Regions from separate parts of the Sus scrofa genome. Here region 2 is linked to region 1. Evidence: chromatin contacts called from public Hi-C data. All regions are on one chromosome and are shown on one strand. Each heading gives the region's core, a stretch centred on a gene start, on an enhancer-like site or on the middle of the called end of the contact. The rest is flanking DNA. Distances are from core to core; before and after follow the strand shown. Region 1 holds the start of WRB (tryptophan rich basic protein). Region 2 holds the start of SH3BGR (SH3 domain binding glutamate rich protein).

Region 1 (6,304 bases), core at 1,387-3,886:
AAAACTCCAGACATAAAAGGACAAATCGTGTATGATTTCACTTATCTGCGGTGCCTAGAGTAGTCAGATTCACAGACAGAAAGTAAGATGGTGGTTGTCAGGGGCATGGGGTCTTAGTGTTTACTGGGGGCAGGGTTTCAGTTTGGGAAGATGAAATAGTTCTGGAGATGGTGGTGGTGACAGCGGCACACCAATGTGCATGTACTGAATGCCACTGAACCACAGACCCGAAAGCAGTTAAGACGGTAAATTGCACGGTGCAAATATTTTACAATTTTTAAAAAGGGGAAGAAAAGGAGTTCCCATCATGGCTCAGTGGAAATGAAACGAATCTGACTAGCATCAATGAGGATGCATGGCCTTGCTCAGTGGGTTAAGGCTCCCGCATTGCCATGAGCTGAGGGGTAGGGGGCAGACTCGGCTTGGATCTGGCGTTACTGTGCCTGTGGTGTAGGCTAGTGGCTACAGCTCTGATTCAATGCCTAACCTGGGAACCTTCATATGCCGCGGGTGTAGCTGTGAAAAGAAAAAGAAAAAAGGGTCCCTGCTGTAGGGATCCAAGGGTCTTGAGAGTGGTGGGACACAGGTTCGATCCCTGGACCAGCACAGTGGGTTAAGGATCTGGAGTTGTCGGGGCTGTGGTTTAGGCGGCAACTGAAGCTTGGATCTGATCCCTGGCCTGGGACCCCCATACCCCTCAGGGCAGCCAAAAAAGAAGAAAGTGGGCAGGGGCCTGCTCTTCAAGGGTCTCTTATGCAATGCTAGGTACCTGGGACATCATCTTAAAAACAGGAAGCATGAGAGAAGATTCTGAAGGGGGGATGGGATTAAGAGAGTGTTCCCTATGCTTCAGGACAACTTGGGTGGTAAGGTAAACCTAAAATAGTTTTACCCAAAACAGGCACACAGGAGATTCCCTGGCACAACAGAAACGAGTCCGACTAGCATCCATGAGGAGGAGAGTTCGAACCCTGGCCTCGCTCGGTGGGTTGGGGATCTGGAGTTGCAGTGAGCTGTGGTGTAGGTCGCCAACAAAGCTCAGATCTGGCGTTGCTGTAGCTGTGGTGTAGGCCAGCAGCTGTAGCTCCAATTCCACCCCTAGGCCGGAACTTCCATATGACGCAAGTATGGAGAGAATGAGAAATAAAGAAGAAAAAAAAACAAAAACAAAAACAAAAAAAAAAGGCACTCAACAGACACCAGTAGAGTAAAACAAAAAAGAAACTCCACCACCACCAATAGCCCTCCACCACCACCAATTTATATCAGAAGAGAAAAGCAGGGAGAACAGCTCCCAGGACATGGCTATAATGTGTGCACCCCATCTTTGAAGTCTCCTCAGACTGTCCCCGCTCCCATTGTGGGCATAAAGATTGTGCCCTTCCCCAGAGGACAGCTCCCCACCTACACACACACACACACACACACCCCTACACCTCCATCAAATGTGCCACCAAACGCCCCCCCCCCATTCTTTTTCCAAAAGGCAGAGGAGCAGACCTAGGAGAATCACAAATCAGGGATGAAATCCGCCCCCTCCAGCAGTCACTAGCTGCAAGACTTAACACAATTAAACAGATTCAGGGAGTTCTCTGATGGACTGGCGGATTGAGGTGCCTGCGTTCTCACCTGTGGCTCCGGTGGCTGCTGTGTGGCTTCGGTTCGATCCCTGACCCAGGAATTCCCACATACTGCCTGTGTGGCAAAAAAGAAAAGAAAAGAAAAATCCACGAGAGCACCTAAAATAAACGTTGCAACTCTCATTTAAAAAAAAAAAAAAAAAAGAAAAGAAAAAAACTAGACGGAGTCAGACTCCTCCTCTGGAACATACAGCAGGACGGGGTGACAATCACAGCAGCTGTGGCACCTACACACGAGGTAACGTACTCGCGATGCGCGAAACGCCCCGCAGAGAGAGCGCTCCCACGTGCCTGCCATTCCTCTGGGTACACAAAACATCACAGAACACTGAGATTCTCTGTCTACACCGTCTCCCACCCTACCCGCCCCAAGAATGCGGGGCTCCTGCACCCTGAGGTCCATCCCCCAGGACCTGGCACAGCTGGCCCTGCACGCGAGAAGGCGAGACTTCCCGAAAGCCCTAGACGCCCTGCTTGCAGGCACTGGGCCCCCAGCAGCCAAGGCTGCCGGATGCCTCCAGGGCCCGGGGGATAACGGAAATGCGCGCGGCTGGCAGAAAGGCACTGAGGACCGCCGCCACGTGAAAACTGACCAAGATCTGCCAGGTGTGTCTTCTTTTCCGCCCCAAGAATCCAGAAATCCGGATCTGGGGGGAAAGCTTTACAGCTTTCAGAGGAGAGCAGCCAACTCGAAAATATCTCAAAACAGAACCGCCCGCCCAAGAAGCCTCTGCAGGCCGAAACCAGCCCTCCGGCGGCCAGCTCGAGACCCCTGTGTCTACACCGGGCTCGCCGAGGGCTTGGGCGGCGACCCCACCGGCCCCTGGAGGGCCAGGCCACTTACGAAGGAGGAGAAGGACGGGAGGAGGATCCTGAGTACATTGCACCCAAACACGAAGCTGAGCACCAGCAGCCACGCCCAGCGGTCGGCCTCCGCCGCGCTCATGTCCTTCGCTCGCGGCGGCGCCAGCCCCGCTACTGCGGCTCCATGGGGACCACGCCGACCGCCGCGCCTGCGCAGTGAGCCCCACGCGCCCCCAGGCGCGACGCCGCACCTGCGCACTGCGCCGCACTCGAGGGGGCGGGGCCGCCTCTTCCTCCGGGTCCTGGTTCGCGTCCGCCTTCGCCTTGGCCTTGGCCTTCCCGGCTTCCGTAGCTGCTCTCACCCTCTCTCCCCCCAACCCCGTGGAACCTGTTTTCCAAATTCTCGCGGTTGCGACGCCAACGTCTTTCTAGTTTTGTTATATCTGCACACCAGCTGTGTTATTATGTAATTAATACTTTCTTTAAATTGCATCATCTTTATTCCTAAATAAATTTATTTTTAAACAAATCTTTTCATAAATAGAAAACTACTGTAATTATAGAGGCAAGTAACCACGAAAAGAAAAAGGTTTTGTAAGCGGTTATTAGTGAGTTGTTAATGTTTACATTTCCAAACCCAACACTAACAAAGCAATTACAAAACTGCATACCTGAAAAATAAGTATTAATTTTAAAGGCACCGTTTACATTTAGCCTGAAATAAAGTAACTTTTACTTTACAGTAAAAGAATCACAATTCACGCTTATGTGTAGTAGATAAAGCAAAAGGTGGTTGGCTCTCTCTTCTACCATGGTTGGCGTCTGAGAACTAAATCCCAATCAAAATGAATTGAGGACCTGGGAGTCTACGATTTTTTTTTTTTTTTTTTTTTTTTTTGCTTTTTAGGGTTGCACCAGCAGCATATGGAGGTTCCCAGGCTGGGAGTCCAATCAGATCTACAGCTGCCGGCCTACCCCACAGCCACAGCAATGTGGGATCCCAGCCACGTCTGTGACCTACACCACAGCTCACAGCAATGCCAGATCCTTAACCCGTTGAGTGAGGCCAGGGATCGAACCTGCAACTTCATAGTTCCTAGTCAGATTCACTTCCACTGTGCCACCAGGAGAACTCCCAAATTTCTGATTAAAGAAAACACGTGAAGCAAAACTACTCAATGACAGTAGACTGAATCATTTCCATGGAAAGGTTTCTTGGCCAGTAGGTGATGTGGAACCGACTGAAACAGAAGACAGTCTTGGAGCCTGCTCCTCTTCCATAGCCTCCTTCGTCCCGCTGGGCTAACCAAAGCTGTAGCCAAACTCCTGGCTCCTGTGCTTGCTAGAGGTTTAGAAGACTTGAAAGTAAAACCACCTGGTGAAAAGCGATGGCAGACCCTCCTGACTCCACTCCCCCACCCCGACTCTGCCTTCAGGCCTGGGGGGAAAGTACAGCCAGCTCCCCACCCCTGCCTCACCCCACCACAGTACACATCCCCCAGGAGAAGGAGCATGGATTCCTAGTGAGGCAAAAATTTGACAAAAACCCTGGGTATTCGCCTTGACTGCGCAGCAGTGGGGGAGATGACCAGCAGCAAGGGGCCTGCAAAGGCAACTCAGAACACTCAGCTCTCTCCTATTGCACCCTTTGGGCAGCTCTCAAAAAGGGCACTAACAATTGGCAGCTGAATTTGTCTATTAATACATGGAAGGAAAGTGTCAAAATCAGAACATCTCAGTATGAATCAATATATATCTGGGAATTCCCCTTGTGGCACAGCGGAAACGAATCTGACTAGGAACCATGAGGTTGTGGGTTCGATCCCTGACCTCGCTCAGTGGGTTAAAGATCTGGCATTGCCATGAGCTGGGGTGTAGGTTACAGACTCGGCTTAGATTCTGCACTGCTGTGGCTGTGGGGTAGGTCAGCAGCTGTAGCTCCGATTTGACCCCTACCCTGGGAACCTCCATATGCCGCGAGTGCGGTCCTGAAAAAAAAAAAAAAAAGGTGCCTGTTTATTCATGAACTGGATGTTGCAATATCAGAGAAAGACATTAAGCAACCAGGCACCACTGAATAAATAATCAAAAGCACTACAATAGCTGTGAGAAGAGTCAAGGTACATGCCTCATCTAGGAACGTGGTGTGCGTACCAGGGACAGAGAAGTCTCTAAAGAAATTCAAAGGGAGATTTTAATGTGAGTTGAACAAACCCAACTGAAATATTGATTTCATCTGGAAGTCATCATAAATCATGAAAATAACTGGATTTGAAATTCAGGTCAAAATACAGTCGTTCCACTGTCAGATGCCAGCAGAGATAATACTGAAAATAGGCATCAAAACCAGATCGTCCTGGGGCTAGGCAACCAAGAAACCAAACCTTGGGGAGTCTCAATGGCAATAGGTACGACATTCCAAAGGCTAGATTTCGATAGAAGAATGTCTCCCAGAATCAGCAAGATTAAAAATGGAATAGGGGGTGGATGAGTAAGCAGTTCCCAGAACTCCCACATGGCTAATGCGAGTGGGTCAGGCACACTGATCAGGTAATAGTGAATTCAGGTGCAAGGAAGGACAGCCACTTAGAGTAGAGTAGGGTGTGTTTGGAAAAAATAGTGATAGAATTAATATTATGGTGAGAAAGACAGTCTAAAGACTGGAACCAATAAGGTTATGGTCCACCTTCAATAACCAAAGCTGTTCACAAATTCACCAACAGGGCGGCAGTGTTTATTCTGAGGGATATAAATCCACAAAGGGAAAGTAAATCTTTATACAAACTTTAACGGTCTGTTAGGAGAAGAGGTATAACTCTGACTTTTTAGAGGCAGAGAGAGTACCCCAATCTTTAACTCAAGACTTGAGTGAAGTACATCAGCAGAAAAAAAAAAAAATCTAGCAAGACGAAGCTGCTTCCAACACCATCCAAGCATCATGCTGGATTGTCAAGGCTAAGAAGAGGAAAAAAAAAAAAAAAAAAAAAAAAAAGCAGCGTTCCCTGGTGGGCTAGCAGTTAAGGACCCAGTGTTGTCACTGCTGTGGCACGGGTTCCATCCCTGGCCTGGAAATCTGTGCATGCCATAGGCGTGGTCAAAAAAAAAATCTATCCCATAGAAAATAAATATTCAATAGTGTTACAACTGGATTCTAGTCCAGAGAAAGACTGGAAGAAAATAAAAACACCATTGGGGGTATGTCATCTAATTTCTTGTTCAGAACAGGCAAACCTCTGACATAACATAAAAATTCCTCTTCATAGGACTTCAGAGAATGGGTTTAGCAATCTGTATATCAGTGGCTCTTGTGCTAAATGTAAATCAATCCCAACTGAGGCTGGAGAAATGAGTTCTCTGATAGAGACCAAATCTCTGCAGAGACTCAAAGGAATGTCAGCAGGGGTCAGAGACAAGTGCAGAACTGAGTGGGTCACCCACAGGAGGCAGAGTCTTCTCTGGACACACACCCAGAAGGCGATACTGAAATGCAAGGTGAAAGCGAGATTGCCCCAGAATTCCATTGTGGCTCAGTGGTAGTGAACCCAACTGGTATCCATGAGGACCTGGGTTCCATTCCTGGCCTTGCTCAGTGGGTTAAGGATCCGGCGTTGCCACGAGCTGTGGTGTAGGTCGCAGCTGCAGCTCGGATCCTGTGTTGTTGTGGCTGTGGTGCAGGCCAGCAGCTGTAGCTCTGATTCGACCCCGAGCCTGGGAACTTCCTGATGCTGCAAGTGCAGCCCTAAAAGAAAGAAAACGAGATTCGATTGCCCCAACTGTTCCCCAAACAGGGAAAACAGAGGGGACCAAGAGAAGAAACAGTTTAGTGGGAGATGAATTTTTCTTTTCTTGGCTTTGACCAC
Region 2 (6,304 bases), core at 1,454-3,953, 84 kb before region 1:
CCCCTGTAAAGTGGGACACACGTAACCACGCTTTGGCATCAATGGTTAAAACAGTGATATGACACACAGCTGCACGTGTAATCCTCATCAAGAGATTACGACTGGTGTTTTCCTTCTTCATCTATTTCATGCATCCAACAGATGCCATAATGCTCTCCCTCTGATAAGGTTACAGGCTAGGACCCATTCTTAAAGTACACAGACGGAAGAAGTACGCAGTAAAGGTTTTGTAGACCCAACACCATACAGACACAGCCTAAGTCCTGGCAGCTGCTCTGGCTTGGCCTGCAAAGAAGCTTCTGGAACTGCCCCAGCCAGGAAAAATCATTAGCACTGACAGCATGGGTATAATCAGTTCTCCCTCTTTAGGGTAAGACAGAAATGCTTCCATGTAAGTGCTTGAGACAATTCTTCTGAAACCCCATCACCGATGCAGATCTGCAAGCACTCATAATAATTAAAACAACTTCGGTAATATTAACTAACATTCATATGTATAATAACCAAGTTACAACAATTATAAACTTAGCGAACCATAGCTAACAATTATAACACTAACTACTGATGATAGTTTTTATTAAGCACTTGACACCACACTGGGGACTCCATGCCTATTGTCCCCATGCCAAGTCCTCATGACAATGCGATGAGAGAAATACTATTTTTGTCCTCATTTTACAGATAAGGAAATTGAGGCTTAGCAAAGTGAAATAATTTTTCCAAGGTCACACAGTGCCAAGTGGCACCGAGACATGTGCTTAGGGCAGCAGACTGGACTTGGATTTTCCAAGATCCTGGAATGATCAGTACATCTCCGGGTCCTCCCAGGTTAACGAAACCATGCTCCCAACTTCAAAAAGGTAGGACATGAGATATTCCTAAGAAATCCACACATTTGTGCATGTCTCCAGAAGGATACATAAAGCCACTCAGACCTGGTCTACAGGATAGGGGGAAGATTGGCAGGTGAGTAGCAGAAGTTTCCAGCAATGAGCATCAACAGCATATCTGAAGCCCACTAAAGCCATTTTCTTCACACACACACACACAAAAATTGTTTCACCTAATGAATCCAAAAATATTCTTTTTTTTTTTTTAACAGCCACACCTGCAGCATATGGAAGTTCCTAGGCCAAGGGTCAAATCAGAGCTGCAGGTGCCTGCCTACCCCACAGTCACCGCAACACCAAATCCAAGGCGCATCTGCGACCTACTCTGCAGCTTTCAGCAACTCGGGATCCTGTACCCACTGAGCGGGGCCAGGAACCAAACCTGCATCCACATGGACACAACGTCCAGTACTTAACCGCTGAGCCACCATGGGAACTCCCCCAAAACATCCTTTTTGTAGATCAACTAAAAGTGTCTGTGGTCAGCAGCAGCCACAAAGGATTCTGCAGTTTTACACTTGGAATTTTGCCTCATTGTTTTCTGTTCAAAGACCTTCAAGAGATCACTATACAGTTGCCATCAGCTCTGCTCACCAGGGACAACCAGGCTCTTTCCTCTGTTTTCCTCTTATCCCGTCTGGAAACCGCGTGAACTTTGCGGGGGGAGGTGGCATTCAGGAGCTGCCCTTAGGACTGTTCCCTGGGCCACCCACCCGCCTGGAATCATCCCGAGCTGAGTGACCACTGAAGCCCAGGCTGCAACCTGAGAAGGTCCAGGGACCAGATATAAAAGGAAACAGCCCCGCTGCAGGTCTCCCGCTTTCAGGACTAATAAAACTGTTTTCTCTCCACAGCCTCTGAGATGCTAAAATGCTGGCTGAAATCTCAGTCCCAGGCAGACTCTGCAGGTTCAAGCCTAAAATCAAAGCCTGAACTATTTCCAAGGAGAAAAGCCCTTCCTTTACGCGAAATCTGACCAAGCGATGTTATGGGGGGGTCGACTTTTCACGCCTATTTTTGGTCCGTTTGAATTCCTGGCATATCTAAATCTGGGGCCTTAGAAATGTTTGTTCTGGTCACTGCGGTATCATTTTCCTCAAATAATAGCATTACACACGCTAACTTTACACTTTTTGTTACAGTTACATGATATACACAAGTCATTGCACCCAGGAGTCATTTTAATAATCTGGTCCATCATACGCTCCAAATATTTTTACATTATGTGCAATTTTAAATAAATCTGACAGAAGGAACGGCAGAAACACTCCACACACCAAAAAAGTCCCTCTGATTCGATCATAGATACATATGCGATACAACAGGACTGAAATCACATGTTCAAAGTTCTAGCAGCAACACGCCCCCTTCCTGGACTCCCCTTCCACACCCAGCTACCCCGGATCACACATTTCACACGCTAAACACCATTCGAACCAAGGCCGAAAGCAAAGGGCTCACAGACTGACTGCCGAGCCGCGTTTACTTACGCCTGAAAAAAGAAATTTAAGGCCAGCGCTGGGTCATACCGGCTCCTTCTATTCCAAGTCTAAGATACTCAGAAAGTAGGACAGGAAGACAAGCCCCCCCATTCCATCAGACACCTACCGCTATGGACCCAGAAGATGTGGCAACAAACACTTTGATAACCATTTTGAGAGTCTGGAAAGAGGGCTCCCCCCAACACACCCCTGCTAGGGGACGCGGCGCTAGACAAATCCTGACAGTGACACAGACAAATGCCAGGTGGGGGCTGGCGGGGGCCCAGGGCTGTCTGAGCTCCTGCCTCTCCCAGGAGAGGCCCAGGCATCTCGGGCTCTCCCCTCCATTGGCTCGGGAATATTTGGGGATCTGTCAGGAAAATAGTTGATTGGTTGGTAAAAGCAGCCACTGGACGCTTTCCCTTATCACTTTAACAGCCCGACAACAGTCCCTAAAAGGCAAGGCTGCGCTCTGCACCAATCAGAGACCGGCGGGGAGGTGTCTCGGACCGGAGGGAGGTGGGGCCCGGGTACCGGAGGAGGAGGAGGAGGGAGGAGGAGGGAAGGGCTCTCGGGAGCCGGAAAAGCCCAGAAAACACCGGCTCGGTCCCGGAGGAGGCTTTGTTTACAGGGCTTCTGCCAAACGAACCGGAAGGGTCAGAACAGGCACCGAAGCCTTTAAACAAATACAGAGCGCGTTCCTTCCTTTTAATTTTTCTGACACATCTGTTTACAAATCAAATGAATCGTCATACAATAGATTCCGTTAAGAGTGGCCTGTGGCCAGTTTTCTCCCTTTGCCACCTGTTCCTTTTAAAGAACCGGAGCTGACAAGCCGAGGGACCGTGTAAGGTTTCACTGACATCCCAGACCCGGCAGGGAGGTGGCGGCTGGCTTGTCAGCACCCATGACTTCAACAAACAAATTGTCTCCGCTGTTTCAGAGACCTTGGGGCGGGGTGTGGGGGGGGAGATTAATGGTCTGTTGGTAGCAGGCTCCCTCATCTTATTTGTATAGATGTTTGAATTGTGTTCAAAGTTAGATTTTGCTGTTGTTGTTAAAAATCTAGTAAGACGCCCAAAAGCTAGCCACCCAACTCTTCGATGGGTTCCAAAACCAAGATCAAGGGTGTTAGGGGCAAACGAAGGGAGGATATTTAGTCCTCTTTAGAGAAATGAGTCTCTTTTTTAAGTCCCTTGCTGCTCAAGGAGGAGGTGGCTATGGCAACCTGGAAGAACGCATTCTAACTAGGAGTGACCCCTAAAATTAATCTACAAGGACATTCAACAGGGCGTTGATACAATGGGAGGAGGAGGAAGAGGAGAAGAGAAATAGTGCTAAGCTTCGTTAATGATGCCAATGTATCACTAAAAATTCTTACGCAATCACTTTTTAGCACTTGTAATTCCATGATCTTGGTGATTTTTACATCTTCTTGTACTTTCCTGTACATTGTCAATTTTCTACACCAAGCATGCATTGCTTCATTGTCATGGTTTTCTCCTTTCACCCAAGAAATCTATCTTTACACAGAGAGGTTAACAGGAGCGCTCAGCTCTCCATCCACGCCCCTCCCAAGCTAGGAACCAGACACGCGCAACGGACTCGGATTCAAAACACCCGGTGCAAGGGCGAGGGCTAACCGGCGCGCGAAAGAACCGCGGGATCTCCGAGCCTACGGGGACGTCGCGGGGCCGGCTCTCTCACCCCGGCGCGGCCAGGGCGCCACCGAGGTCCCGGGCCCTGAGGAGGTGCAACCTGAGGCTCCTTTGCAAACGCCTACGCCGCCAGCTCACTTCTCTCTCAAGGAGGAATCACGTGGAGCAGGACTCTCCCCCGCCCTAGACCGCCGGAGCCACGCACCACCAGACGGGGTCCCAGTGCGCGTGCGCGCAGACTCGCGGCTCCGCCCCTCCCGGCAGGTCCCAGAAGGCCCAGCGTGCCAGTTTCCAGGGCAACGCGTCAGCGCCGGGAGGCCGCTGGGTTAGCGCTGCAGCCGGAGCCGCGCGCAACAGGTAACCGCCGCCGCGCCCTGCAGCCCGAGGCCTCCGCCCAGCCCCAGCCGAGCCTCCTGCTAAACTTTCCGAACCTTAACTTACAGTGTCGCCTGGTCACTCAGCTGTAGCCCCTGCCCAGCTCGGGCCTCGCTGCCTGGCTGTACTCGAGTTGGTAATGTAGCCAGGTCGTCAGGCCGCTTCCTCCTGCAAAGTGCAGCCTGAAGAGCCACTGTCGGCGTCCTTCTTCCCTGCTCGGCCAGTGACCGAGCCCACGCAGCACACAAGCCCACGCTGGCCCCGGGACCCCGACCCGCCCGCACGCGGTCTGGCTGCTGGAGGAACTGGGGCAGGGCCCGGCTGGGAGCCGGCGCGGGTGCGGCCAGGGGAGCGGCCAGGCTCCAGTCACCCCACCCGACCCTGTACCCCGGTCACGCTGGGGTCGATGTCACCCGCCCACCCGACTCTCAGGCTTTCGCCGTCATGTATCTCTTATATATGAATCTGATAACTTCACTTTTGCTCCTACCAGCTTTCTTTTGCCGTGTTTTCTTTTTTTCTTCTCCCCTTAGCGCTGACACGCCCCAATCACCAAACCGGAGGAAATCTGAATCCTTTGTTTGTTCTGTGTTTGTCCCTCACCTACTCACCTCGACCTTGGAACTATGTCCACGGTTTCCCCGGGGTGCTTTAACATTTCCTTGCCACAGGTGTGCCATCCGGTGACTTTTTGCAGACTAGTTTTTCACTGCCAAACACGACCTTGAACCTTTTTCTTTTCTAATCTGTTCTCCCTTTCTAGTTAAATTTGTCGAGTCTCGTGGGCTCAAAGCGCAGTGAACCTCTCTTGTCTGTCTCCATCCCTGACCCTCCTCTGACCGTGAGACCAGTGTCTGCCTGCCCATATCTCTACTTAGATGTCTAAGGCATCTCCAGCACAGCAAGTCCAGAACGTTGCCTTACACCTGTTCCTCCCTTGCTGTTACCCACCCCAGTAACTGGAAACCATTCTCCTAGCCGTCTGGCCCTTGGTGTCTTTCTTGACTCCCATTCTGTCCCTTCTCGTGTCAGTCTGTCAAGACATCCTTCACAAAGTACCCACACACCAGTCATTTCTCCCAGCCCCACTATCACCACCCTGGCCCAGGCCTGGATAATTTCTGCAGCCTCCTAATTGCCTCGAGTGTAGACAGTGTACTCTTTTCCCGTTCTCTGTTCTTTCATGTGACTAAGGTTTTTTTAAAAGGATATGAATTTTAAATTTTCCATAGGTAAACTAGCACCGTTTTTAGTATGTATTTCGAGAATTGTGACTTTATTTTTTTTTATTTTATTTTGCTTTTTAGGGCCACACCTGCAGCATATGGAGGTTCCCGGACCAGGAGTCAAATTGGAGCCACAGCTGTCGGCCTCTGCTGCAGCCACAGCAACACAGGATCTGAGCCGCATCTGCGACCTACACCACAGCTCACGGCAATGCCAGATCCTTAACCCACTGAGCAAGGCCAGGGATCAAACCCACAACCTCATGGTTCCTAGTCAGATTCATTTCCACCGCACCACAACGGGAACTCCAAGAATTGTGACTTTTAAGCCAAGTGGACAGAGCTACATAAGCACCCTACAATTAAGCTAAAAAGTGAAAGATGCCCTTTAGCTTTCCAAGGTATATGACAGTGACTCTGGATAGAACTATGGCTAGAACTTTAAAACTGACTTTACGGAAGAATAAAAGAATCCACAGACTTCTTCCAAGTGAGGAAAAAAAGTCACATAGTCATTTACCTTCTGTTTGTTCTGTACTCTCTTTTTTGGCTTTTTAGAGAAGCACCCAAAGAGGTAAGTTGAAATGGAGACAAATGAGCATCACTGTGCTGATGACTTTGACAATAAGGACCTGGGCGCTGATGCTCCAGTCACAGTGATGCAGCAACAGAGA

The links. A called contact is a pair of places that touch in the nucleus more often than the background predicts.
Region 2: a Hi-C map of liver shows a contact between it and region 1, with 4 times the contacts expected there. The contact joins the promoter of SH3BGR here to the promoter of WRB in region 1. A contact is called at or near these places in 2 of 5 promoter capture datasets (fetal liver and liver) and 8 of 47 Hi-C or Micro-C datasets (embryonic fibroblasts, epiblast stem cells, fetal skeletal muscle and 3 more).

Annotation. Positions count from the first base shown.
Region 1 is chr13:202,959,022-202,965,325 of Sscrofa11.1, reverse strand. WRB (tryptophan rich basic protein) reads right to left here and starts at 2,636. Exons shown (of 5, transcript NM_001244308.1): 1 at 2,485-2,636. The coding sequence starts at 2,586.
Region 2 is chr13:203,042,974-203,049,277 of Sscrofa11.1, reverse strand. It overlaps SH3BGR (SH3 domain binding glutamate rich protein), which reads right to left and starts at 2,703. Exons shown (of 8, transcript NM_001244236.1): 1 at 2,499-2,703. The coding sequence starts at 2,543. It overlaps LCA5L (lebercilin-like protein), which reads left to right and starts at 4,079. Exons shown (of 9, transcript XM_005670355.3): 1 at 4,079-4,386.